Regions from separate parts of the Mus musculus genome. Here regions 2, 3, 4, 5, 6 and 7 are each linked to region 1. The links are chromatin contacts, called in public Hi-C, HiCAR-type, Micro-C and promoter capture Hi-C maps. All regions are on one chromosome and are shown on one strand. Each heading gives the region's core, a stretch centred on a gene start, on an enhancer-like site or on the middle of the called end of the contact. The rest is flanking DNA. Distances are from core to core; before and after follow the strand shown. Region 1 holds the start of Large1 (LARGE xylosyl- and glucuronyltransferase 1). Region 2 holds the start of Rasd2 (RASD family, member 2). Region 3 has its middle 26 kb from the start of Mcm5. Region 4 holds the start of Mcm5 (minichromosome maintenance complex component 5). Region 5 holds the start of Tom1 (target of myb1 trafficking protein). Region 6 has its middle 27 kb from the start of Isx. Region 7 holds the start of Isx (intestine specific homeobox).

Region 1 (3,627 bases), core at 824-3,323:
TTGACACATGCTATGCAACATCAGGAAATCTGGTAGTAACTATGGCACCTCACTGACCCCAGTGAACATTGCTTCCGCTTTACCCCGCTCATATTTTTCAAGATGTAGACAAAGTACCACTTTTGGGCCATTTTAATGGAGACATTTCTTTCCCACATTCATCATATTTGAGTTTCTGATGTTAATTCAATTATTTCCTCTTTTGCTTGTGAATTCCAAGACTCTCCTTTCCCTTATTAACATGTTAATGTATTGTAATAATGCATTTTTACACCATTGATGAACTGAAGCGAAGCGATAAATAAAAAGAAAGCACACATTACTGCTTCAATTTTACCCAGTTCCAAGGTGGGGGCTGGTGTGGGGGAGGAGGAAGAAAGTAGAAAGGACTGCCGTTCTGCAATAAAATAAAATAAAATAAAATAAAACGATCTCTTTGTTTTCTGGGAGTTCTAGAACAAAGCTGTATGTTAGAGGAAGAACTGAGCTGCCTTCGAGCTAAAAGGCTTGGCATTAAACTTTGACACTTTAATGGCTTTTAGGATATTAGATACTATTTTACCATATAATGTTCTTTTCCGACACAATAATGGCATCAAACCCAGATACGATTTGCTATCCCTGCAACGTTCGTGGTAAGACTTATTCTGGTAGAGATAAGACATCAGGACCCCAGCATCGCAGTTAACTATTCCGAAGCAACCGCTACCTTCGGTTCGCATCCTCCAAGACTTAGGCTCCTACTGATTAGGTAAACAGCGCTGGGAACTGAGGGAGAGCCCCTGCTGGTGGTAAAAGGGGTCCTGGCTTCTAGAGAACGCAGGGAAGCCGAGAGTGTCGAGCAGGTCAAAGGACGGTCCAAGGGTGTAGGTATCAAGGCCAGAGCTGGGGATGAGGGATGGGATCAGAGAGGAGCTGGATCTTCGAATGCGAGATTAGAGTGATGCTCCACCTCGGGTAAGATAGTCAGCTCAGAGTCCCGAGATAGGAAGCCCTTTCTAAGGCATCCCACCTCTCTCCATCCTCCCCAGCCATTAAAAGACAGTGGGTGGGCTGCCGGAGGAGATAAGCGCAGGGGAAGACAGAGATTCAGTGGCTCCTACGGATTGGGGGAGGTGGGGACTCTGGGGGAAGGGGCCCCCAGAAGCCAAGGGACCTAGTTGAGGAAAAAACCCGGAAGCTGGATCGCAGTTTCGGAGCTCCGTCTTCCAGTGGGAGTAGACCGTCCGCTCTGGTCCTCTTTCTCACCCAGGCTCTGCTTCAGCCTCAAGGGAGGGTATTCTCCCAAGGGACATCCCATCCCCTTTACTATAACCAAATCTTTCCGCTCCTTCCGCAGTCCGGGCGGACTCTCCGCATCCTCACCTTCCTCATCAACATCCGGAGGCTTAGATGTCCCTTTAGTGGACGTTGAAAGCGGGGCTCTGAGCAAGAGTAAAATTAGAAAGGAGGTGCATCTATGCGTGTATATATGGACACAAAAATGTAGTTTCCTCTGGTGAGGGGGACCAGAGTCTTGCACAGGATTCTTGGATCCAGAATCCAAGCAAGATGATGTCAAACCGCTCAAATCGGGCCTCTTCACAGCTCTGGCTGCCCCATGACCGGTCAACCTAGGGGAGAGCCGCGTTCCCAACCGAAGGAAAAGCAGGGTAAACTTCCTACTTCCCCCCAAACCGTTATTTTGTAAAAGGAGTGGCACGGTGACCCACCCTGCTCGCAAACCGGAAGCAACAATTGCGAACTCAACCCGCCTCTCTTCACTCTCTTTCATCCAAATCTGGGGTAGCCGGAGTCCGGGAAAGAAGGGCGGGGAGCTCCAGCTAGCACCCTTTTCCCGAGACCCGGCCCGGGCTCCGGGCTCCGGGTGTTTCATCCGCCTGCGTTCCAATGAACCAAGGAGCGGAGGGAGGCGCTTGGTCGTAGGCGTAGCCTAGGCAGGGCGGGCACTAGAGACGCACATTCCTGGCGCTACCCATTGGCTGTCCATGCGATCACGGGGAGGAGGCGTGGCCCCGAGGCGGGCTCCGGTCCCGCCCCCGCTCGGAACCCAGCCCAGGATCGCGGTCCTTCCCCCTCGCCCCCCAGCTGCACAGACATGACACAGACACACAGTCACTGCAGCTGCCGAACGAGCCCGACGCTCTAAGCACGCGGCGGCGGCTGGACTAGCCTGGAGCTCCAACACCAGCGCCCGCCAGCGCGCTCCCACGCCGGTCCCCGCACAGCGATTCTCTCCCGGCCCCGCGCGGGAAGCGGGGATCGCGCGCCTGTCCGTTCGCGGCTCCAGGCTGCCCACAGCGTCTGCAGCGGACGAGCGGCTCCAAACCTGAGCGCTCCGGGAAGCCGGCGCGTCTCCAAGGTGGCGGCGGGGGCTGCCCGCCCGGGCTCCCCGCACCCATCGGGCTGCGTCCCGCTCGCGGCGCCCCGGCGGCCGTGACCTTCCAAGGAGCATCTATCCCGGCCCCGCGCCCCCGGTCCCGCGCCCCAGGCCCGGGCGAGGCCCTCTTCAGCGCCCGCTTCTCGCGGAGCCGCGGGCGGGCGGCGCAGGCCCGGGGGGTGGGGGGGAGGGTCACCGCAAGCAGCTACGGTCGGTCCCAGTGCTCGTTCGCCACGCTGGTCTCTCGGTCCGGCTGAGCTGCCTCCAGCCTCCTGCCTCCTGCCTCGCCTCTTCTCCGTGGCTGGGGCTGCCGGTGTACTTGCCTGGCCGGGCCGGTTGCGGGCAGGCCCTGCCCTGAAGGGGTTAAGCGGTCAGGGGCGCGGAAGGTGAAGCCGGCAGAGCTGCGGCTCCCCGTTTCTTCCTGGCGCTGGTTTCCCGGATCCAACCCAGGGCGGCCCCCAGGCCCTTGCCCATGCGAGGCGCCCAGGGCTTGGAAGAGTCCTTCTGGCGTAGAGCAGCTCTCGGCAGCCGCCTCGGAGGAGGAGAAAGAAGGGAGAGTGCTCAGTCCCGGCAAGGCGGACCTTTCCTATTGATATTTGGAGCCCAAGGCTGTCCCGAAGTCTGTGCTTGGCACCGTCGGTCGGTCGGGTTAGAACAGCTCCAGCTGGGATCTCCACCAGGACCCACTGCACTTAGTAGGCGTCAGTGGCACCACGCGGTTCAGCTCTTTCGGAGTGTACCTCTGCCTGGATGTAGTCAAGGCCAAGGTAAGAGCCCTGATGTGCGAGAGAACCATCGTGGGAACGCTTTAGTGAGCAATGCTGGACAACTTATCCAAACCTGTGGCTGGTACCCGGTGTGCTTAGGATGCTAGTAAAAAGGATGGGCACACCGTTTCTGACTTGGCTTTGAGTCCCGGAAAAGCAGGAGGTGGAAGACCCCAATCTCTAGTGTCCCCAGGATCTGTCTCAGGGCCTGACATGCTCTTAGGTGTACAAGATATTGATAGGCAAGAGCGAGTTGGTGTGTGTGTGTAGGGGGCAGGTTCTTAGTAACACCTGGAGGTATTGTTTTCCCGCCACCCTGGGACCCTTCCTGCTTTTCTTCGACGTTCACCTGCCTTTTATGATGGGATGCCCAGAGAACTTTCCAATAGGTTGAAAAGAGGCCGGGTTGGGTGTATGCATCCACATTTTCCAAAAGCTCTTTAGGATAAAGTGGTTGGATGGCATGGATACCCGTGAGGG
Region 2 (3,627 bases), core at 334-2,833, 1.9 Mb before region 1:
TAGTGCCCATCATCCCTAGGCATGTCATGCTGGGGCTGCCTTATTCTTATGAGACGCTCTGCAGGAACAGATGGGGACTCTAGTTCTCAGGAAAGTTGAGTGGCTGCCCGAGTCCAATCTCACCTCTTCAAAACACCACTCCCACCCCTCTAGTGGCTTCAACTAGTCTTCTCCTAATAGCTCTGACTCAGTGGAGCCCCAGTTGGCACTGGACAGGGAATGACTCTGTGATCCATGTTATAGTCCTGTTTCCTCTCTCCCTCTAGGCAGCTGGGGTGGCATCCTGCCCAGGACTCTGCATACCCTGCCAGCAGCTCACAAGCAGTGCAACTGTGGGCCATTCACCCTTGTGTCTGCCCCAGTGCTTGATGGGAGCTGAACAGGTACAGATTGGTCAGGATGAGTTCCTTGGGTGCACCCCAGAGCCAGGTTCACTACACTACCTGCCACACCTGTGTGCACATCCCAAGCCTCTTAGGACTGACACGCTGTAGTCCTGACTCCTCCCCTAGGCTCTGGGGAGTCTCAGGAGCTTTACAAAGCCACCCTTCCCATCCTGGGGATGTCAGGAGGGCAGAGAACAGGGGGCATCTGTTTCTGGATGATCAGCTGTGTCAGCACAGAACCTCTGAGTGATCTGGTTTGTGCACTCAGCTCACCTCTCTGTTAAACGTTGGGTAGAAACAAACGCAACACGGTCAGGTACCCAGAAACCTTTCCAATACAAGACTCTTTTCTTTGGGCAGTCTCTCTGAGTAGTCATGAGCCACCCGGCTGCTCCCAGCCCCGTGGACGACTTGCAGGGACTCTTTTTTGTCCCTCTGAGGCTTAGGAGGAACCTGAATCAGAGAGTCCAAAGCCGGTCGTTGCTCCAGACCCTAGTCTAGCTTCCAGGAGGTCCAGGACAATCCAATACCCTTCCTCATCCTTCGTGGACTGGTGGCAGAGGTGGGCAAGAGAGTGTGGCTCAGAGGCCCCACACACTGGCCACTTGAGTTCAGGAAACCATGGTAGCAAGGAAACATTGCAGGAAATGCTCCAAAGCTCAAGGGACGCTAGGATAGGTTAAAGGACCCCTGATCATTCTTGCTTGAGGTTTTATCTAGGGAGGGTAACTGCCTCTTCCTCTTGAGTCTCAGTTTCCTCCTTTTAAAGTGGACTGTCTCTTGGTCTAAAAGAAAGCTCCCAGGGACAAACGGAGCACACAAGAGCTCAATAAATCCACTTTCCTACGCTATGTAAGGGGCTAAAGACCACCAGAGGTAGTAGGCTAGGCATCTAGTGAGCTTAATGCTCTACGTGTATAAAGCATCTCAGCACGTAGAGGGTACAGTTTAAGTTTCCTTTGTCATAAAATGCCAGCGTCACCGAGCTTGCGTCCCTCTACTGAGCCGGCTGCCCCACTCCACCTAGCTACCTCTCCTGTTCTATTGGGATGTCTCCCTTACCTGAGAACAGCGGGACGGACCCCGAGCACGGCTTGGAGGGCTCCCTGGAAGCTCCTGGAGGTGCGGGGAGCCGCCTGCCGCTCCGACCGCTGAGTCTCCCGGCGTCTGCGGGGGCTCCAGGGTCACTGCGTACGGATCCTCCTGCGCGCGGCGCCCGGAGCTGGGCTGAGCGCGACAGGGCGAGGAGGCCCGCGGATCAGGGGATGATGACCCATGGGTGGGCTCCGAGGGCTCGGCGGGGCTGGGGCGCTGGGCTGGCTCCGGCTCGCCGCCGGCGGCCCTGCCCTGCCCCGACAGGGGGGACTCCGGTTGAGCCAGGTGCTCGAAGGTTTGGGGACGTCCAGTACGGGGTGCCCCCGCCTGGAGCTCCGCGCTGAAGGGGAAGGGGCACGACTCCGGGGATATAGAAGCGAACCCCGGAGACTCAGGAGGACTTTTGGGGGTGACGATCGGCCTACGAACCCGCCTGGCAGCTTACGTTACCTCCTTCTCTGGACGCAAAGCGGGTGGCCGCGTGCAGGGTAGAGGGGTTTGTGCGCCGGGCCGTCCTTCCCGGCTGCCCTCAGTCGGGCAGCCGACCCTCGCGGAAAGGACCGCCGCTTGCTCCTCGCCCGACGCCGCTAGCTGCGCTCAGCGCGCAAGTGGGAGGGGGCCTCGAACGCCGCCCCGAAGCTCAGCAGCTCCAACTTCGCCTGAAGCCCACGTCGCTCCGCACTGTGCCTCCTCTCCCCAAGCGAGGAGAAGTTTCTTAGGGTGGGTTCCTCCCTCGTGCTCTCCCGGTGGCTCAAGCTCGGGCTCCAGATGCGCAACCTACGCCTACCTCGGGCCCTGGCGCGCGCTACGTCCCGAGCCCACCTGCCCAGCGCCGCCGCCTGGGCTCTGCCGCCTGCACCCCGCCCCCGCCATGAGCAGCCAATCAGCGGCGGGTCCCGCGGCCAGGTCCCGCCTCCGCCCCACCCCAGTCTAGGAGCCGCGGCAATCTGCGGCTACGCGTGCCCGGGCGCGTGGGGCTGGGGCCGCGGGGGAGGAGGGCTATCCCGAGGCTTCGGCCACGCGCACCGTGACCGGAAGACCGTAAGGCACGGGCCTGGGAGGCTGACACTGAGCACGCACTCGCCCGCAAGCCAGCCCAAACTGTGGGAACCCGCTCCTGACCTCCCAACCTCGCCCTGAGCGAACCTCCACCCCCTCCGATGCCCACCTACGTTCGCCGGGAGCCCGGTCCAGGCCGCGGCTTCCATTGCGAACGCTTGGCCTGCGGAGCACATGGGCGGCACACGTGCAGCCACGAGGGGCCCTGAATCACCTTGGGTAATGGAAGCAGCTCAGAGTGAACTCTATGGAGAGACCTCCTCTGGCTTGGTGGGACCTAGTCTTCCCGTCCCTGACAGAGCCAGAGCGTGCTATCCTAGGGAGCGCTTTGAACCAAGCCAGACATCAGGCGTTCTTGCTTCCACGGGCCACATATTTCTTAATGTTTTCTTTAATCCAAGACCCGCTACCCCCAACACATTTTTCAGTCTCATTAATGTCATTGCCTTACATGGGAAGCCTGTGTCCCAGGCCATAAATAGAAGGTTAGTATAAAACAAGCCCGAAAACAAAGCAAGGCCTCTGAACTGCAGCTGGAGCCTGCCTTTATCCAGGGAGATGTGCGGGCGAGGCTTGGAAGGGGTGGAAGTTCTTTCGCCCAAAGCAGACATTTTTCTACGGACTCCTTTAGGTGGACCAGAAAGAAGTAGGTGCTGTGTTCCCTTCAATTCCTGGTCCTGCGCATAGGGAATGTCTCCTTTGTGGGACAGCCTTCTCTGGGAGCTGTGTGTGTCATAGGCAGGAAAGCCTGGGTGAGAGCTCTGTGCTCCAGTTCTGTCGCTCACCACCCAAATGTTCCTCCCTGGACCAGTTGTGGAAGTCTCTGGTCCATGCTTGGGTTATTTTTGAATGAGCATCAATACTGCCAAGTCCATTGAGTAACAAAATCGTTAACATGGCCTTGGGCTTAAAACACAGGAAATGGGTTGCTCATCAAACATTAAAGTATCTTGACATCCTCCAGGAATACTATATGAGAGAAGATGCATCGGGATGGGGGAGGGGCCAGGAAGAGGTGGTTTGCCGGTCCCCTTGGGCCGGGGTTTAAGGCCTAAGTCTAGGCTTCAATGTAGCTAAGAGACTTGCC
Region 3 (3,627 bases), core at 742-3,241, 1.8 Mb before region 1:
GCATCAACTAAATCCATTCTAGCTAGCTGAGCAAAATGCTAAATGCCTATGCTTTTGGTATCAATGGCCCGGAGCTCACAACAGACCTGGACTGCCAGAGCTGAGTGGCTCCAACTGCCACAGGAAAATTGTGGCACTGGGAAGTCACCTCCAGGGTTATTCCTGTTCCCCACCACTGACCACATAATACTCTGTTCCCTGAACTTCTCTCCCTGCTAATCTCAGCAGATTTAGAGGTTAGCCTGTGTATGAGCATCTTGATTGTATGAGTTAGACGCTATCCAGGATGCTAGCTACACAGGAATCTTGGAAAAGTAGTAAAGTTTTCCAGGCAGACACCTTAAGTGAGGGGTGTGGCTATGTTGTCTGCACACAAATAGCTGCCCTGCAGCTATCATAGGGACCCCACCACAGGTTCCCTGTCACATCATTTCTTATCTTGGGGCCTCAGACTGTTCATCTGCTACTTGACCTGTCCTCGGTGCCTCTCAGAGTGGTCAGGAACACCAAGCTAGAACAATAGGAGGAAAAGGCTTTGTACACTATAAGGAGCTGGGCATCAGGGAGAGCATTGCTTTTTAGTAGATTGTTCCAAAAAATGAACCCAGAAATGGCAAAATGACATTTAAGGTCAGCTCCTCAGCCTTAAGCTGCCTTGAACTTGAGTTTGTGAGTCCTGCTCAGGCCTCAGGGCAGTGGGAAGCAGAAGAATGGGAGGACAGTTGGCTCTTAGGAGGCAGTATTGAGTGTATGAGGTCTCTGTGGCTGCATAGTAAATGTCTCAGTAGCTTGAAATACTCACTGTCCTTGGTTCCTGGGGATTGGCTCAGCACAGCCTAGCTGGAATCTCTCTTTTATTAAACTGCAGTCTCCTAGGAAAGCTGGATTGAATGAGGAGTATTTCTCATCTCCCTCACCCAGCTGCTGAGCCAGCCTCAGATCTCACTGTGTGCACAGAGGAGGCACACTCCAGCAAGTTTGAAATGCAGAGAGGGAACAGGGCCTTGGTGCCAGCTCTCTTATCTCTTCCTCATCCCTTTCACCGTGCCCCTCCACTGCCAGATTTTAGTTAAATCTAAAGAGTGGCTTACTCACAACAAAGTAGAGTGACTGGGAGGAGGGACTTTTATGGCCAGTTTGCAGCTATCTAGACCAGAGCCAAGAAAAGGCATCTCAGGCTACAGCTGCAGGCACAATACTTCAGAGAAAGGGACAGGCAAAACAGATGGGGTGGGCCAGACAAAAATACCCTCAGCTCCTTAGGCCTGCCAGTGTTGGTGGGAAAGCTCACAGGAAGCCTCGGTTGGCCATTATTCCATTCCCTGTCATTACTCTATTTCTATAGATCTGCCCCATGGAAAGGTAAGACAGAGAGAGGCAGAATAAATGATGCAGGGCTCTCCCCCCACTAAAATGGGGGCACCAAAAGGCAATGTGGAATCACTCAAGAACCCAAAGGCTTTCCATTCATTTTCTAGTCCTGGGGATTACATGTCTGATTAAATGGCACACCCTCTCTAGGTACCAGGAGCCATGTGAGGGAGATGAGAAAGTTCTCATTCAATCCAACTTTCCTAGAGACTGCAGCCTGATAACAGAAGAGATAAAAGTCCCAGCTAGGCTGTGCTGAGCTAACTCCCAGGAACCAAGGGCAATGAATATCTGCTGTTTCAAGCTACTCATCTATTTGTAACAGGACAGCAATCTGACACAGGGCCAAGTCTGCTCTGCTACAGGGCCAGGGTTATCTTACAATGCCAAGAGCATGCCCCCAGTTATCCACAGAATGGCATCTTCAGAGGGCCCTTTTTCATAAACAAGAATGTTGACCATCACTAGAGGCACGGCCCCAGCAGTCCTTCCCTCCCGTCCCCTCCCCTCCCTCCCAAGTTTGACTTCCTATGCTTACTTTGCTCTCTCTCTCTCTCTCCTCAGGAAGCCCTGCCAGTCCTTTCTCTACTCTCTAGGCCCTCCCAGAGTCAGCCAAAAGAGGTCAGACAGGCTGGGCTTGAGCAAGGGACTGAGCAGATGGCCTGGGTCCAGGCTAGAGAACTGCCAGGTTTAGCATAGGAGCTTGGGATAAGATGCTTCCAGACTCCCATGATGCTCCCTTCCCCACTCAGCTCTGCAACTAAGGAGCATGTCCATGTGGGGGCTGTGAACAGAACTGTCAAAACAGAACCCTGGCTTTCAGGCTGCAGGCTTATATAATGCAGCCTGCCACCCCCACTCCCTGCCAGCCCCTTGGATGCATCTCAAAGTATAGGGCCACCAGGAACCCACAGCCAGAGCATTCATGGAGTTTTATTACCTTAGACTCACAAGGCAATGCTGACATTCTCTCTGGATCTTTCTCTCCTGCTTTGTTCTCTATCTTCTGTGTCCAGGACACACATGGCAGCCAGGCAAATACAGATGAATGAACTAAAAGCTTCAGTAATACTGAGACACACCTCAGAGAAAATGCCCTGGGCCCAGCATTGACACATTTAATCCTAAACTCTCACAGTGTAAGTAGAATTAGCCCTATGATATAGACTGATGAGCAGTGGGGAATGCAGGCAAGCATGAATGGACGATACCATATTCTCTCCCTGGAAAGGGGCTGTACCAGGTGAAATAAAGCCCATCCTTGGCTGGGCGATGGTGGCGCACGCCTTTAATCCCAGCACTGGGGAGGCAGAGGCAGGTGGATTTCTGAGTTCGAGGCCAGCCTGGTCTACAGAGTGAGTTCCAGGACAGCCAGGGCTACACAGAGAAACCCTGTCTCAAAACAAAACAAAAAACATTCTTGGGCAGAATACCAGAGCAGGGAACTGTTGCATTAAAAACATGCCTTTTAACTGTTCTAACAGGCTAGGGAGGAAGTCCAAAATATTTTATCAGTCAGGATAAATAAGATTAAATGAGTAACAAAGAACCCACTGCCTTAGTGACATAAAACTAAGGCTTATTTGTAGGGGTGAAGACAGATTCCATTCATGTTGCCCTTCCTAGGAACTAACCTGGAATGACTGATGAGAAGCTAAAGAAATGGTATGTTAATTATTACAGGCTGTGAACTAGCTATTGGCCAGAGCTAGTCACTGGATCACTAAACATGTAATCTTCAGCAGGCCCAGATGAAGAGACTATGGATTTTGGGGAAAGGTGAGATTCAGGGCTTGTCCTGTGCTGAGCTCAGAGACAAGATACTTAGCAAAGCCTTCCCAACAACCAATGTTCCATTCAGACAGAGAAAGAACAGGGCAAACTACAGCTGGGGCCTGACAGAGGGCAACCTGCTTCCTTTATGATGGCCTCAGAGAGGAGCTGCCCAGACAGAAAACACACCCAGACAGTACAACCTTCTCATCAATTAAAAACCCTCCCTTCCAGGGCAACCTCATGGGGAAGAAAGACCGCCTACAGTAACCCATAGCTCTCTGAATACTTAATTCTCCTCTTCTGAGGCAAGAAAGTGGATTTTCCGGGATCAGCTGTGCCTAAGATGAGGACTCCCTGGAGAAAGGAGGAATAAAAGAAAACCAGACGTAGCTCAGTCTTCAGCTGCTAGAGAGGATGTAACCCTACCATGCCCTGAGTAGAGAATCAAAGGGCTAAGAGAGGCAATGATCACACAGGTCT
Region 4 (3,627 bases), core at 807-3,306, 1.8 Mb before region 1:
CACACCTTTGATACCATCACTTTAGAGACAGAGACAGGTGGATCTGAGTTCAAAGCCAGACCAGTCTATATAGTAAGTTCCGGACAGCCAGAGCTGCTATGTAATGAAACCCTGCTTCAAAATAAAATCCTCACCTTTCAGGGACATATACTGTTAGGAGTCAGTAAAGTCAAAATGGCTGGCCTGTTACTACTAATCATTAAGCTAGATGACAAGTCCTCTTCTTTTTAGTCTCTGTTATCTTCACTATACACAGTGAAACATTCTCACACATTCCATTGCTTTCTGTGCCAGCCTCACCAGTCTACAGGTGAGACAATCTCCCTACCATTTCTCCAACTCGGGGCATCTTGGGCTAGATTAGAGAACACACACATGCACAAGACTCTTAAACTATGAAAGGGCCACAAGCATGCCAGTGATAAGAATGTAGGACAATTAATCCCAGCACTCGGGAGGCAGAGGCAGGCGGATTTCTGAATTCAATGCCGGCCTGGTCTACAGAGTGAGTTCCAGGACAGCCAGGGCTATACAGAGAAACCCTGTCTCGGAAAAAAACAAAACAACGAAACAAAACTAAAGGGCTTAAGCCTTAATTATGATTCAGGCTTAAATCAAGGAATGACTTGTACCAGAGGACACCTACGAGATGATTTCCATTGGTTTCCCTGTTGCAATCCTTCATTAGACTGAGTCTGGTGGAACACTCTTCAAGGTTTTGACCCGACTGGCTACACATCAATCAATTTCAGCTCCAACAACACTTCCTCTAAAGTATTCTTCCTCAACTCTCTACCCTCTCAGCAATAGCCACATTGTCCCCACGTTCTTTTCTTTTCGAGACAGGGTCTCATGTACACCAGGCTTCTACTTCTGCCTCCCAGTTATGGATGGCATTTACTATTTTTTTAGTCTCCCTGATGGATAGGAACTCACTGTTGTTCTGCAAGACTCAACTCTGCCTTCCCTTTAAGACATCAACCCCATTGAGGTAATTTTACACAGGATAAAGACTAAGTTAAGTCAAATGTCTTGGTCAGGGTCACACATCTGGTGCTCCAAGCTACCTGTCTCAGACGCCTTCTGCACCACACAGCGGCCATGCCACCCTGACTAGCCATTCAATAAACTCCTACCTTCAGAATCCGAATGCTCGACGGGCTGGCATCTGACTTGAGCATGACCTGGATGTCTTGGAGCAGCTCATCTCCAGCTGGCCGGGGCCGGGTCACCTCATCTGCCACCTCCTTGGCAGCTTCCTCAAGCTGAAGAAGAGGAAAGGCATAAGCTGCTGGTGATGATGGGGCAGGGCCCGGGTTTAGGAGGCTCTGAAATGGGTGCTACTCACCAGCTGTAAGTGCTCGGCCGGCTGTTTATGCAAGTGGTCAGCCAGTTCCTCGTCAAAACTGGCCAGGTCCTCCATCTCCACCTCGATCCAGTATTCACCCAGGTTGTAATGCCGCTTGAGTTCATCTCTTTAGTGGTCAACAAAGGGGCAGAGGGACAGGAAGGGTGCATTGAGGGACCGTCAGCAGCAGTGCCTGTGCACCCCGGTCCTCACAGGCACCAATGCCCCCACCTCTCTCAAAAGACACCTAATTGTAGACCACTCTATCCTAAATTTAGGCCTGAAGAGGGACTGTCAAGAAAAGGCGTCCCCCGTAAGAATGGTTCACGGACACTGTCGCACCTGTACTTGAAGGTGAAGCCCGTGCGATCGGTGCCCACTCGGTACTGTCTCAGGAACTCCTTGAATCGCCTCTGCAGTTGCGACTTGCGGGCCTGGCCCTCTTCCGCACCGGGGTCGCCACCGAAGCTGTCGCTGTAGAAAATGCCCGGGTCGTCGAAGCCCGACATGACTGTACCTGGGTCAAGGGAGACAGAGAGCTGAGCACCCCGGGGCGGCGGGAGCTTCCCTAGACGGGGTCCCGCAATTCCCTCACCTCACAGCGGCGCGCCACACGAACCTCAGCCCTCCTAGAGGAAGCCGACTTTCGCGGGAAAAACCAGCCTCCGCGTTTGTCCACCGCGGTCTCTGCGCTCCTATTGGTTCGTTCAGCGCCGCGGATAGCTATTGGACTGCTCTGCGCCGGTTGAGTCCCGCCTCCAAGGCCTGGTTCCCAAGATGATTGGCTGTGGCGTCTTGGTGACGTCACGAGTCAACTCTTTCCGGTCTCCATTTTGTGAGGCTGGACGTTTTGGCGCGAAAGTTCTTGGCGCTAGCAGCTAACCGAGCAAAGATGGCGGAGAGGCTCGGGAGCTTTGTGAGCGTTTAAACCTTAGGCCTTCGGAGAAAACCTAGCCCAGTGGCGCAGGTCTGTCAGCCCCGCTCCTCGTAAAGTCTAAGCAGGAGGATCGCAAGTTCAAGGCCAGCCTGGGTGACTTAGGGAGCCCCTTTCCCAAGTAAAAAGGTGGGACTTGAGAGATGGATCGGTGGTCAATAGCGTTTGCTGTACTTTTAGAAGACCCAGTCTCTGTTCTCAGTACCCTAGTCAGGGGCTCAGAACTGCCTGTGACTCCTGCTCCAGAGAACCCAATGTCCTCTCCTGGCCTCTATGGGCCACGTACATGTTAGATGTAGAGAGAGAAAGATATATGTATCTGTACATAAGTACACTTTTTTTTTAAGTAAAAGGAAACGGACTGGAGCAATGACTGAGCAATTGGATACAGACACATAAATAAAAAGTAGACTTATCAGCCCTCCCCCATATCTGCTAGCACTAGGGAGGCTGAAGAAACCCTGCCTTTAAAATAAGTATATGAGAAAACCACCCCTTTCAGAGCTGCTGTGAGAAAGCAGTATGCCTGAGGTGTACTCTTGCTCCAGCCCGGCAGGAGGTGCCAGAGTGCTGTCTCCGCAGCTTTGGGACCAGGTGGCTCACCTTCCCCTACTCAGATAGTACCAAAGCCCAGGAAGCCAGGGATGTTTTCTTTCATTCAGATTCAGACGAATAATTATGATGACTGTAGAACTTTTTTAATTCCTTGGCAATGCTTAAACCATGCAAAATTCATGGCCAAATTCCAAATGGAAATCTTGGGGGGGGGGGGAGGCAGATTTAGCATAGCAACCTTAGTGTAGATTTTCCTTTGAGTTCCTCCCATCCACACGAACAAGTGGAAACCTATTGCTGCAGCAACCATTCAAACATATATTTACAGAGAATAAAGTTTGAGCATTTTTGCAATTAAAAAAAAATACCAGGTGAATCTAAGACTTGGTTTTCTCAGCATTTCATGGTAATCCCTGTGTGCCAAGACAGGTTTAACACATTTTATTTTAGATTGCTTTATTTGCTTCTTGACCAAAATCGAGGCTGTTCTTAACAGTTGTCACCAATAGCAGGGATGTAATTCCGCATTGTTGGCTGGGGCTTCCCCTCAGGTACAGATGGAATGCTGGACTTAGGCACTGAACAGAATTTTAGCAAAAGTCAGAGTGAAGCAGAGTCAGCAAATTCACTGGTCAAAAGACAGAGTCCTATGCCTGGGCATGGTGGTGCACGCCTTTAATCCCAGCACTTGGGAGGCAGAGGCAGGCGAATTTCTGAGTTCGAGGCCAGCCTGGTCTACAAAGTGAGTTCCAGGACATCCAGGGCTACACAGAGAAACCCTGTCTCGAAA
Region 5 (3,627 bases), core at 616-3,115, 1.7 Mb before region 1:
AGTTTCTGACCAACCTGGTCAACACTGCGAGACCCTGTCTCAAAAACAAATGCAGACTCAATCTCCAGTGCTTCTATCTCTATACACGGAAGAGTATGTAACACCGATACTGTTGTTGTTCTTTAAGTTAGGGTCTCTGTAGCCCAGGCTGGACTTGAGTTCAAAATCATCCTGTGTCAGCTTCCTGAATGCTGGGATTATAGGCATGTGCCACCATACCTGGCTCTTTTACAGCTTTGCCATCTTGTCTCAATTCACTTGGTTTTGGGTCTTACTCTGCAGCTTATGTTACCCTGCAACTAATTTCAGAATCAGCTAGCCTGGGACTTTGTGTCAATCCTCCTGTCTTAGTCTCCTGGGTATAGGATTACAGATGTGAACCACTGCTTCTGGTGGGAAATTTCAAAACGTGTGGTTTCCCAGCCAGTTGCAAAGAGAACTGGGAACCCTACACCTGCCCATCTGAGTCTTGGATAGGTCTGACATGAACCCCAAGGCAGAAAGGGTCCAGCAGTGAGATTTAGTCAGTGTTCTGAGGTACTGATGTAGCAGTACTCTTAATCAGAAGTATTTCTTGCCCAAGGCAGGCAACTTTCAGGGCAGGAGAGATGCTGAGCTTTGAACTGACAGGCAGTTTAAAAGACTGAACCCAAAAGACTTTATCCAAAAAGTCTCAGGACTTTGAGGCTGGCTTTGAAGGCCAGACTAATTTGCCTGTTTTACATAGGAAATCTGCGAAGAAGACTGCCTTCTCTTTCCAGGTCTCAAACAACGATTTATGGTGAAGCACCTGGGCTTCAGGCATCAGAGCTCCCTTGCAGAGAACTGATGAGAACCTCAAAAGAGCTACTAACAGCTGCAGTGTTGGTTACAACACAGAGCTGGGTTAACAGTTTCAGGGGAAGCCTTAGCTTTCAGATTCGGCCTTCCCAATTTCACAATGCCGTCGGGACCCTTCAGGTAAGGGGGTATGGATGTCACGCCCAGACCACCCATTCCTGGGGAAACGTCGCCGCCTGGCCTTTGCCCGAGAGTAGGTGCTGGGAGCCGGCACCTTCCCATGGGCTCCAGCCCCAGTAGGTGGTAACACGTTGACAATGACAGGCGTTAGCCATGTGCCAGGAAACATCCTCAGTGCTATCTTATTAATGCATTTAATGATCAAACAAGTCCAGGAAGGCTGGGCCATGACCCTTTAACTATGGGCGAGGACCATCACGGGGGCGACGTCACATAAACCCGAGACTCCCGACCATGGGGACAGAGGCGCGGCCGAACCTAGACACCCCGGCGTCTCGGAATGTGAAGAGTCGGTGACGCGGCGAATGATCAAGACGCCGCCAGCCCGGGAGGGGCTCTTAGTCTGCGCGCGCCCGGTGGTGGCGCGGCCCAACGCCTTCTCATCACAGCAGTCCCTTTAACCCAAACTTTCTCCCTCTACTCGGACCCCAGCACGCACACATTGGCTGAACCACATCCGCCCAGGACCGCCTCCTTCCACTGCCTATTGGCTACATCAAGCATCAATCCCCATATAAGACTTCCGATTGGCCCGTGTTCTTGTCAATCAGGTGGGTCATAGGGTGGGCGGAGCCCAGAGCGCCGCGCCAGCCTCACCGCCTAGCCTCCCTCCTGTCTGCCAGACTGCGGACTCCGACAGGTCCCAGGGCCAAGGCCAGAGCGGCACACAGGGGCGGGACTGCGCGCGGCTCCGGGGACTCACCGATCCGTTGTCCCACCGGAGAGCTGAACGGATTTCCCAGGAGAAAGTCCATTGCCGCGGCTACCGCTGCCACCAGCTCCCAGAATCAGGTGACAGCAACCGCCGGCGCCGCCGACCCGCCACGTGACCCGTTGGCCAGCCCGCGGGGTGGTGCCGGCAGGCGGGGGCTCTGGAGCGCAGCCACGAGGCCCCGCCCCCTACTAGGCTGCCCCTGGGCCGTGGCTGACGCCACACCAGGGCGGGGCCTGGGAGGGCCGGCTTCTAAGCCACGCCCCTGAAGCTTCAGTGCGCGCCACTGTGGAGCCTGGAAGTCTTGACATCCTGAAACTGGGTCTCTGGCCAGGGAAAGACCTGGGTCAGGTTACGCATACTCAGACAGGTATTAGTATTAGTGTCTTAGCCTTTAGTCCTGGGGACCAAGCCCTGAGGATGACAGCCTCCTTGCCCAAGTCGGACTCGAAATTTCCATTTGATGTCTCCCCGCTCCAAGAGCCAGAGGAGGCAAGGGCCTGGGTTTTTGCTCTCTTGAGACAGAGAATGAACTGCCTGTCCTGTGGCAAATGCTTTCACCTCATAAGCCACCTCATCTGCCTTGGCTCTCACCTGGCAAACCGGAAAAGTGCTTTTTCCTTATCTGTTCCCCTCAGCTGTAAATATCCATAATGTAATGCTTTCAGAGTATTGAGGTGACATGAAAATCACTCATAAGGCATTCCGTAATGGTTGCTTCCTCCTTGCTGTATCTTTGTAAGGCATTATGTTTTAAACTTTTAAATTTTTTTTTAACTCTATATGTGTGTGTTCCATGGTGCATACAGAGAGGTCAGAAGAAAACGTGGAGGAATCGATTCTCTCACCACATTTAATCTGAGATTAAACAAGTACTGTGGGCCATCACACTTCCTCCTCCATTTTGGCAGGGCTCATACCTAGGACTTTGCCACACTGAAACCCGGTGCTGCAGTCCCCCCCACCCCCCCTTTTTTTTTGACAATATCCCTTGTCTGGCCTCAAACTCAGATCCCTGGGGTGTTGGAATTGGAGAAGTATGTGCATCATAGCATGCAGCCTTATTATTATTATTATTTTTTTTTTGCTACTTATGACTTTTAACATTTTGTTTTTCCATTAACTTTTTCCTTAACCATGAAAGGTCAAATTTCCATATTTCAATGTTCACAGTATTAGCACATATTCACTTCAGGCCATGTGGCTGTTGACTCAGAGACAAGGAGGTGACATCACATTTTTTTTTTATTTAAAATAGACAAGACTCTGGAAAGCTCCTGGGATATGAACTGTCTGTTTTTTGGCATAGAATTTTCATGCAACTCTGACAAAAGATTGATGGATACTTTTTGATTTAGGCCAATAGCAATATTTTAAATGGTTTCATTTGCTATGCCACAACTATCATATTCTCTCCTTTTATAATACATGCAAATGATATTTGAGAGCCTTTACATATAAGGTGTGTTCAACCTGAGACCCAAGGGCTGCATGGCCCAGGATAGATAGGAACATGGTAACTTGACCTTTATTTCAGGATTTGGTTTTAAAATTTTTAAATTTTGTGTTTGTGTGTGTGTGTGTACCTCTGTGTGGGTATATGCACTTGTGTGCTGGTGCCTAAGGAGGCTACAGAGGGTGACTGATCCTCTGAAACTGGAGTTACATTCAATTGGATGAGTGTTGGGATCTAACTTGGGTCCTTATCAAGGGCAGGAAATATTCTTCACCAGTGAACCATCTCTTCAGCCCCCACTCCCTTATAGAGAAATGTCAGGGTAGAGTAGAGTTATACCGACTACGATTAGCCCAATTAGGGAAAAGACAGCTAAGACTGGACTATAAATATTAAAAATGAGATCTTTAATATAAGTACAAAATATTGTTTCTTTATA
Region 6 (3,627 bases), core at 809-3,308, 1.5 Mb before region 1:
ATCTTGACTATAAAGTAATATCAGCAAAGGCTATATAATTGGGTTCAGGCAGAGGTGAGCCAGAAGTTCAGAAGTTCAAGACCTCCAGGCATTTCCTGGGTGACTGACAACTCTCAGTGCTGAGATGTGTGGGTAGCCAGCCCTGTGGGGTCTCTGCAGCTGCAGATGGCAGCTGTTGATACATTTGGTGGGGCCTGATGAGCCTCTGTGGGCTCAAATGGTACCCCTGAAGCAGTGCCCTGGGTTGGAATGCACCTGCCAAAGACCTTACCCCAGTGCTATGAGGGCAGTAGGGTATCTGCCTATGTTTTGGGGATATAAAGAGGAACGTAGGGCATGGAGGTGATGGAGATTGTTTGGTGGGTTAAAGCACTTGCCATACAAACAGCCTGAGTTCAGTCACTGTGAATGGAGAGAATCAGCTCCTGAAAGTTGTTCTCTGACCTCCGTGTGCATCCTACAGCTCTCACACACATGATCTCTCTCTCTCACATACACATCATGCATACCCCATGATAATAAATAACATTAAAATAAAAAAGAATCATTTGAGTTCTCTGTCCTGTGGGTCCCCAAACCCCACTTTCTGGTTCCTAACCTTCACTGTCTGACCTTGGGCAAGTCCCTCTAGCTCTCTAACTTCTTATCCTCGTCCGTGGAGAGGATACCATTTCTGGAATCGAATTCACTTTCTGACAGAAAAATAAAGCAGCTTAGTGGCCTTCCTTTCTCATCTTAACTTACAGGGCCTGCAACTTCGAGGTTTCCATGAGTGATCTGAACTGAGTGTTCCTGGAATTAGTCTAGCAAGTGCAGGTTAGAGGGAGGAGATTTGTCCTCCTAGGCTAAAGAGCTAATTTCTAGATCTAGTCTGTATAGTACTGAGCTCTTTGATAAGAGACACGTGCTTAACCTCTTTGAGCTCCATCTAGGTCCACAACAGGTTGGGTACTTGCACTAATTTGGAAACACAATGAATAAATACCTGACATTAGCAACTTAAGTGTGGAAGGATTCATCTTGATTCGAAGCTTCAGTCTGTCCTGCAGAGAGGGCCCCTGGAACAGCTTGACTCTTGGCAGTGGGTGTGGATGGCAGAGGCTGTACACATCTCTATGAGCCACAAATCAAAGAGCAAGATACCTTCAAAGGCCTGCTCCCAGTGACCTACTTCTGCCAGCTAGGCTGCACCTTCTAAAGTTTCCAGAACCTTCCAAAACAACATCAACAGGAAGGGATAAGGGACTGAAAATCAAGGTTGTGGAGGACCAGGTTGTGCCACTTTGTGGGAAGTAGTGAAGAGACCCTTTCTCAAACAAGATGGAAGGTGGGGACTAAAATTGAAGGTTGCCCTTTGGCTTCCACAGGTATGCTGTGACAATGCACACATTCACAATCAACACAGATGAGCATGCATACATACAATAATCATTCAATCAGCCCCAGAGATGGAATTAATTTTAAAATAAAGGCACTAAGTAATGTCTTCATTTGGATTAAAGATGGCTCGCTCTTTCACTGATTAAAATCTAGTTCTGTGAAATATCTATACAAGAAAATGATGCTTTGAAGATCAGCAGCCTTGTCCTACCCCACTTTCCTACCTCATAAAGAGTGGTAGTGTTGTAGGCTCAGGAAGAAAGTTGTTCAGAGGGTGAAGTTCTGTAGGAGTGGCTAACTGGGGTGTCCAACCTTTGAAGTTTTGATGCGATGCTAATGTGTGAACGTGTTGGCCTGTATTCAAGACTATCATGGGAGACATTCAGCCTGTGTGCTGCACGTTTGGACCTTGTTTCAAAATGACAGCAACAGCAACAGAACTCCAAAGCATCTCATCAATCAGGTTCATGATACACTTGGCAGTTTCACACCGAGGATAAGCAATGAAAGGCACACAGTCTGGATGGGAGCTCTGAAGTTCAGGGAATGATGAGCAGAAAGCAGCACAACAAACACTTCACTAGAACATATCCATCTAAGCCTGGTAGCTATGACAACAATGGTACTTACTGGGTATCAGAAATGCCAGGTGGCTCTGGTCCTAGCTTCCTGCCAGCACTCAGAGAACACCAGCCTCCTCCTGTGGGAGGAGGGGGTTCCATTGCTTTTTTTGTGCAGTGCGCACATATGTAGACAGCATTTTTGAAAGAAGCCCTGACTTAAAGTTGTTAGTTGGGGAAATTAAGGCTGAGCTATGCTGTGCATAACATTGTCAAGGACTTTAAGATCTTATTCAGCTTAACCAGGGAGCCCTTAAAGTAAAAACAAATGTGTGTTCTTTGAACATGTTATAATAGCCACATGTCAGAGCTTTTGCACAGTTGATGTGTCGTCCTGAGACATGGCCCTCAGCCTCCTCAGGGCTGGTTTCTATCTGTCTCTTAGTCCTCAACCCTAAGCCTTGACTCTGAAGAGGCTTTTCCTGGTCCTCCTGGCTTCCCTGGACCATCTCCCGTCACTAACTGTTGTGCCTGAAAATGAAGTGTCTCCCACAGGCTCACATATTTGAACACTTGGTCCCTAACTGGTGATGGGAAGGTTGTGGAACCTTTAATAGGTGGAGCCCCCAGTAGAGGAAATGAGTCACCAGGGTTTATTTTTATTTTTATTTTTTACTTTTTTGAGACAGGGTTTCTCTGTGTAGCTCTGGCTGTCCTGGAATTCACTTTGTAGACCAGGTTGGCCTCGAACTCAGAAATCTGCCTGCCTCTACCTCCCAAGAGCTGGGATCAAAGGCGTGCGCCACCACCTCCCAGCAGTCACCAGGATTTATAGCCCAGTACTATTCCTGTTTACTCTTTGCTTCTGACTGCAGACACCATGTGACCAGCTTTCTTCTGCCCCTTTCAGCAGGCCTTCCTTGCTTTGGTGGACTCTCTTCTCAGTCTATGAGGCGAGATGAACCCTTCTTCCTTTAAGTCACTGCTTATATATATATTTTTCACAGCAATGAGAAGAGTAATTCACACAACAACTCATCACACCATGTCAAACTTTCTCAGCTCTCTAGAGGGAGGAGTCTCTTTTAGTATCTGTGGTTTTCCAGTGTCTACTACCCATGAAAATATGGGCATTACAGTGGTACTCTGAATTACTTACCTTTCTCTGTTTATTAAGCTTAGATAGATAATGCTTGGAATATATAGCTAACCAATGTTAACTGACCATCTGCTCCTCTCAGGACACCTGTCTCACTCTCCCTGCTGGGGAGCTCTCTGCTTCCTGGGTGTTTGCTGAACTTCTTTCTAAACAATCAATTCTCTCTATTTGATACCTTCAGAAAAGTCTCTACCTGTCACTTTTGGAAGTAAGCCCCAGATATCCTTCAGTTGGTGACCCCTGTTTTGACTTGTTACAGATTGTTTTTAATCCTTTATTTCCTGTTTCTTCAGGTCATCTCAAGTGAGATGTACAAATGGGGTCTTCCTCTCTGTCTTTTAAAGGTGACCCCAGCTAGGTGGCTGACCTCTGATGGGGAAAGCCCCCATCTTAGGCTTTCACATAGGGCTCTGGAACAAGATTCCATTCAGTCAGTCCAGCCTTAGCCTAAGGGGACAGTGCTATGATCAGACCCACATTTTCCCAGCTTTGCCAAGTTTTCATGAACTCCTGGTGAGAGGATAGATT
Region 7 (3,627 bases), core at 351-2,850, 1.5 Mb before region 1:
CCCTGTAAGGAACCTCTGTGGGAGGCTAGCTTGCAGAAAGGCTCTGTGTGGGAAGGAAACGCTGTCAAGGACTCCCCTGAGCTATCTGCCCAGCATTTTCTTAGATGAAAGTGTGGAAAGGGGTAAGAGCTGGGTCTGATGTGAGACACTCCTGGCCTACAGACTCCTGACCAAATGGTCTTTGAAATTTCATAAGCACCAACATCACTCCCCACCCCACCCCACATTTATCGAACTGTTTCACAGAGTAAAGCTGAGATCAGAGAGGACAGGAACTCATCTAGAGTCACACAGCTCCCTAGCTCTTACACCTAGGGTATCCACCACCCTGAGTGGATGCTGGCTTGAATGAGAGCCTGACAACTATCTGCTTACTTATTTAGGTGCATTCCCTCTGGTGAATACAGACTTGGGTTTGGGGACTCTGTGAGGACAGACCCCGACAAAGTTTCAGCTACTAGAAGCCATGCAGGCTGAGCTCAGCTCATGGGGAGAATGTGCTAGAAGTAAGGCTTTGGGGTTCCAGGCCCTGAGTTCAGATTGTGACTTCCAGCTTTATAACTTGGTAACATTATCCATCTCTTTTCTTATTAGTCCAGTTATCACAATCTCTGTCCAAATGGAAGGAAAGTGCCCACCACCTCATCAGTGCAGAATGAATGTGACTGATAATTCCCAGCCATGGCCTGGTCACAAGGATAAGCTCTGGGCCCCTGCACATCACAATGACCTGAGCCTATGTGTTTATGCACTCTGAATACCACAGTTGTATATTAGACTGAAAGGCTTAAAAAGCAACTTGTTTAAGACCTACTATCCCTTTGGATGTCACAGCCCCCCTATTTTATTGACAGAGATCATTTGAGTCTCCCACCCCTTCCCCAAGAACAAAAGAAAATGACCAGAAATCACTTACCTTGGGGCTGATCCTGTGGGGGCCTCTCCAGCTTGGAACCTGGGATAGTTGTCTGCCTGGAGTCCTCTTTACAAATGCTTTGTGGTCTGGGCAAACTTCTTCTTTCTGTGGGTTTCTTCAGGATTGCCTCAATGGAGAAGGACAAGCCCAGATTCTCTGGGGCTTCACAGTATCCTGAACTCTTCTCCATGTCCCTGTGGATCGTAGGGCCTGCCATGGCCTAGCCCTGCTGCTAGGAGGAACACTCTGTGTGTGCCCAGGGAGATGCCAGCAGAGGGTGGTATATTTTCTTCCCGGAGCTTCTGGGGACACAGAGGTGGTGATTGGGAATCCTGATGCTGGGTAATTCAGCCACAATTCCTTGGACACAGGGACTTCCATGGACCTTGAACACCTTTAAGACTAGGAGGTGGCTTCCAGCAGAAGAGCTGGTAGGCACTTGTCCTCTATCCACAGGTCTATAGTTGTCACCAAATAGAGGTTCAATTTTCCAGAGAGGATCTTCTTGGTGGTGGAGGCTTTCACAGTTACCAGCCTAGGCAAGGATCCTGGAGCGAACTGAGTAATGGTACCAGAAAACAAAGAGAAAACAGGCAGGGTTGGTGGGATGAGGTTTGGAGCCAGCATCCACCTTTGTCCTCTCTCTGACTTGTGTCCCCTTCCTGCTGGCTTCAGGCAGTCCCTGGGAGGCTAGGCTGCCACCTATGGGCCCTAGATGGCCAAGTGAACCCTGAGCCTCTTTGTGGCTGAAAGGTCTTCTCAGAGGCCCTTCTGGACTTCCTCAACCCAGCTTCCAGTCTCAGGAATGAGACTTCCAGGGCTCCTGTGCCTCTGCAGATCTTCAGGTAGAGGCTAAGGTCGATGCTGGCTCCCTGCGGGGGTCTGTGCTCACTTTTACCTCAGGCCTGTGGTCTGAGGCCAGTGCTCTCTGGGCTGGTGTTGGCTTTATTCTGTTCTCTTCTCCCTGACTTCCAGTCACATAGTAAATTCTTTAGCCACTCGTTTCTCCTTCTTTTGGGGTTTCCTTATTAATTTTTCCTGCTTGATCACCCTTTACTGTCTTCAAGACAGCCACAAAGATTCCCAGTCCAGTAAACTCTGGGCTTGGAGCTGACAGTCACTGCTCTATCTTGCCAGGAATTCTGCTCAGAGAAATGTGTAACCAAGGAGGAGGGTGGGCTGATAAGGGAAACAAGTCCCCACCCTAGGAGATGGGATGGGATGCAGGTGTTGGGTGGAGAGCTGAGGGAAACAGCCAGGATTGGAGGATAGACACAGGATGCCTTGCAGAGGCGTGGTGCTGAAGAAATGGCCAGGTGGAACAGAAGAGCAGAAGGTGGGGGAGGAACGGCCAAGGCGCAGCGAAATGTGTTAAAACACTTAGGAGAATTTGTGGGATTTGCAGAGGTTTATAGGGTGAACCTGGGTGTGATGGGTGAGGCTCAGCCAGGGGTAGTCCCTCACAGATGTGTTTCTTGGCTTACCAGTGCTAGAGCAGGGAAGGCATTCTAAAGCGTGTGTAGGGCATATGGAGAAACCGAGGCTCAGAACAAAGGGGTACAGGGGATGGAGTGACAGGAGGAATTTAAGGACTGTCCTGCGAAGCCTCAGAGTGTTACAACACAGAATGACCAATGCCCTAACCAACTGTGAATGTGAACCTCATGTTAGAATGCAGACCTCTCTACAGGGGGATGTGGGGTAGGCACAGTTGTTCCCCTTTCTTTGAGTTGGAGGGGGAGGAGTTAGAAGACGGAGGACTTCCCTGAGATGGGGAAACAGACGAAGAGGTCCTGTTCAGGAGCAGATCTTCTGGAAGTGCCAGAATCTCTGATTTAGTGGGGAGAGATTAGGTTCTGCAGTGATCTACAGAGGCTCATGCCAGCTGGAAGAAGCAGGGATTTTCCAACAGTGAAGCCGCCATCTTCTGATTGATTGATTGCAGGCTCCAAGGGAGGGGCGAGAGCAAAGTGGAGAGTGTTAGTGAGTCAGAAGCCTTAAGTGGTTTATGGGATGTCTACTCCTGCTCTGCAGGCAGCCGAGTCACATGATTGGCTCTCTGAATAGATCCTGGTGCTTTCCTCAAAGCCTGAAACAAATTCATGAAGACAGCAACCAGTCTGGTGTTCTTATATATATTTACTTTCTGAGTTTGAAATTAATTGGCATTTCATTTCTGTCTCCTCATCTTGGTTTTAGGTTAATGTTTCACTTGGGTCAAGTAAAGAAATCTAGGAGAGGTGTGTTAACAAACAGCAAGTTGGACAAATGGACAGTTTGCTCACACAACAGTTAAATTTATGCATCTTGATCTAATGAAATCACAGAAAGAGAGTGCTATGTATATCTCCATTGCTTTATTTTGAACTAAAAGTCAGTGCTGGGAACAGCTACAGGTTGCTTATACAGGTTATCACCTGGTACAGAGCACAGCGAGTAATCGCCACTAGTAAAACGTAGAAGCTGCTGCCAAGTGTAACATCTCCAGTTTGAAGGGAGTGATATCAATTCTTTGTGACTATGATTTTACATAACTATTTAAAAAAACTACATAAAAACAAAACAAAACAACAAACAAAGAAACAAAGAAACAAAAAAACAAACCCAGGGGTGATGGAGAAGGCTCAGCATTAAGAGCACAGGCTGCTGTTGCAGAGGATCTGAGTCTGGCTCCTAGCACATACTTGGTGGTGAACCTTACTTGTAACTTC

What was found. Promoter capture Hi-C pulls out the DNA fragments that hold promoters and counts their contacts. Hi-C and Micro-C count contacts between places; a contact is called where the count stands out from the background. HiCAR-type assays count read pairs that join an accessible place to other places.
Region 2: a Micro-C map of embryonic stem cells shows a contact between it and region 1, with 4 times the contacts expected there. The contact joins the promoter of Rasd2 here to the promoter of Large1 in region 1. A contact is called at or near these places in 4 of 39 promoter capture datasets (hippocampal neurons, liver, pre-B cells and 1 more), 2 of 484 Hi-C or Micro-C datasets (LSK cells and embryonic stem cells), 7 of 115 datasets of contacts at active chromatin or transcription factors (astrocytes, embryonic forebrain, embryonic limb bud and 3 more) and 2 of 9 other capture datasets (embryonic stem cells and liver).
Region 3: a HiCAR-type map of astrocytes shows a contact between it and region 1, with 3 times the contacts expected there. The contact joins the enhancer-like site here to the promoter of Large1 in region 1. A contact is called at or near these places in 2 of 39 promoter capture datasets (liver and pre-B cells) and 2 of 115 datasets of contacts at active chromatin or transcription factors (astrocytes and stem cell-derived neural progenitor cells).
Region 4: a HiCAR-type map of astrocytes shows a contact between it and region 1, with 7 times the contacts expected there. The contact joins the promoter of Mcm5 here to the promoter of Large1 in region 1. A contact is called at or near these places in 4 of 39 promoter capture datasets (embryonic stem cells, liver and pre-B cells), 4 of 484 Hi-C or Micro-C datasets (CD4 T cells, LSK cells, embryonic stem cells and 1 more), 8 of 115 datasets of contacts at active chromatin or transcription factors (astrocytes, craniofacial prominence, embryonic forebrain and 5 more) and 1 of 9 other capture datasets (adipose tissue).
Region 5: a promoter capture Hi-C map of pre-B cells shows a contact between it and region 1, with 7 times the contacts expected there. The contact joins the promoter of Tom1 here to the promoter of Large1 in region 1. A contact is called at or near these places in 9 of 39 promoter capture datasets (cranial neural crest, embryonic stem cells, hippocampal neurons and 4 more), 7 of 484 Hi-C or Micro-C datasets (CD4 T cells, Sertoli cells, cardiomyocytes and 2 more), 11 of 115 datasets of contacts at active chromatin or transcription factors (differentiating embryonic stem cells, embryonic brain, embryonic forebrain and 8 more) and 3 of 9 other capture datasets (adipose tissue, embryonic stem cells and liver).
Region 6: a contact with region 1 is called in a Hi-C map of cortical neurons. The contact joins the enhancer-like site here to the promoter of Large1 in region 1. A contact is called at or near these places in 10 of 39 promoter capture datasets (the C10 cell line, cranial neural crest, embryonic stem cells and 5 more), 1 of 484 Hi-C or Micro-C datasets (cortical neurons), 12 of 115 datasets of contacts at active chromatin or transcription factors (SST interneurons, VIP interneurons, craniofacial prominence and 7 more) and 1 of 9 other capture datasets (embryonic stem cells).
Region 7: a promoter capture Hi-C map of stem cell-derived epiblast-like cells shows a contact between it and region 1, with 20 times the contacts expected there. The contact joins the promoter of Isx here to the promoter of Large1 in region 1. A contact is called at or near these places in 11 of 39 promoter capture datasets (the C10 cell line, the SN4741 cell line, cranial neural crest and 6 more), 20 of 115 datasets of contacts at active chromatin or transcription factors (SST interneurons, VIP interneurons, craniofacial prominence and 12 more) and 1 of 9 other capture datasets (embryonic stem cells).

The regions. Positions count from the first base shown.
Region 1 is chr8:73,351,986-73,355,612 of GRCm38.p6, reverse strand. It overlaps Large1 (LARGE xylosyl- and glucuronyltransferase 1), which reads left to right and starts at 2,073. Exons shown (of 15, transcript NM_010687.2): 1 at 2,073-3,147.
Region 2 is chr8:75,211,900-75,215,526 of GRCm38.p6, reverse strand. Rasd2 (RASD family, member 2) reads right to left here and starts at 1,583. Exons shown (of 3, transcript NM_029182.1): 1 at 1,449-1,583.
Region 3 is chr8:75,133,270-75,136,896 of GRCm38.p6, reverse strand. No RefSeq gene overlaps it. Among named protein-coding and RNA genes, the nearest start is that of Mcm5, 26 kb to the right of the region's middle. Within about 2 kb of position 1,991, at least 26 of the 459 cell types and tissues checked have an H3K27ac peak or open chromatin away from gene starts, as enhancers often do. A contact at or near this core is called in astrocytes, where this site is marked.
Region 4 is chr8:75,107,938-75,111,564 of GRCm38.p6, reverse strand. Mcm5 (minichromosome maintenance complex component 5) reads right to left here and starts at 2,056. Exons shown (of 17, transcript NM_008566.3): 1 at 1,944-2,056; 2 at 1,691-1,865; 3 at 1,349-1,475; 4 at 1,137-1,265. The coding sequence starts at 1,857.
Region 5 is chr8:75,031,924-75,035,550 of GRCm38.p6, reverse strand. It overlaps Tom1 (target of myb1 trafficking protein), which reads right to left and starts at 1,865. Exons shown (of 15, transcript NM_011622.3): 1 at 1,724-1,865. The coding sequence starts at 1,775. It overlaps Hmgxb4 (HMG box domain containing 4), which reads right to left. Exons shown (of 11, transcript NM_178017.2): 11 at 3,573-3,627.
Region 6 is chr8:74,898,347-74,901,973 of GRCm38.p6, reverse strand. No RefSeq gene overlaps it. Among named protein-coding and RNA genes, the nearest start is that of Isx, 27 kb to the right of the region's middle. Within about 2 kb of position 2,058, at least 12 of the 459 cell types and tissues checked have an H3K27ac peak or open chromatin away from gene starts, as enhancers often do. A contact at or near this core is called in VIP interneurons and cortical neurons, where this site is marked.
Region 7 is chr8:74,871,147-74,874,773 of GRCm38.p6, reverse strand. It overlaps Isx (intestine specific homeobox), which reads right to left and starts at 1,600. Exons shown (of 4, transcript NM_027837.3): 1 at 917-1,600. The coding sequence starts at 1,133.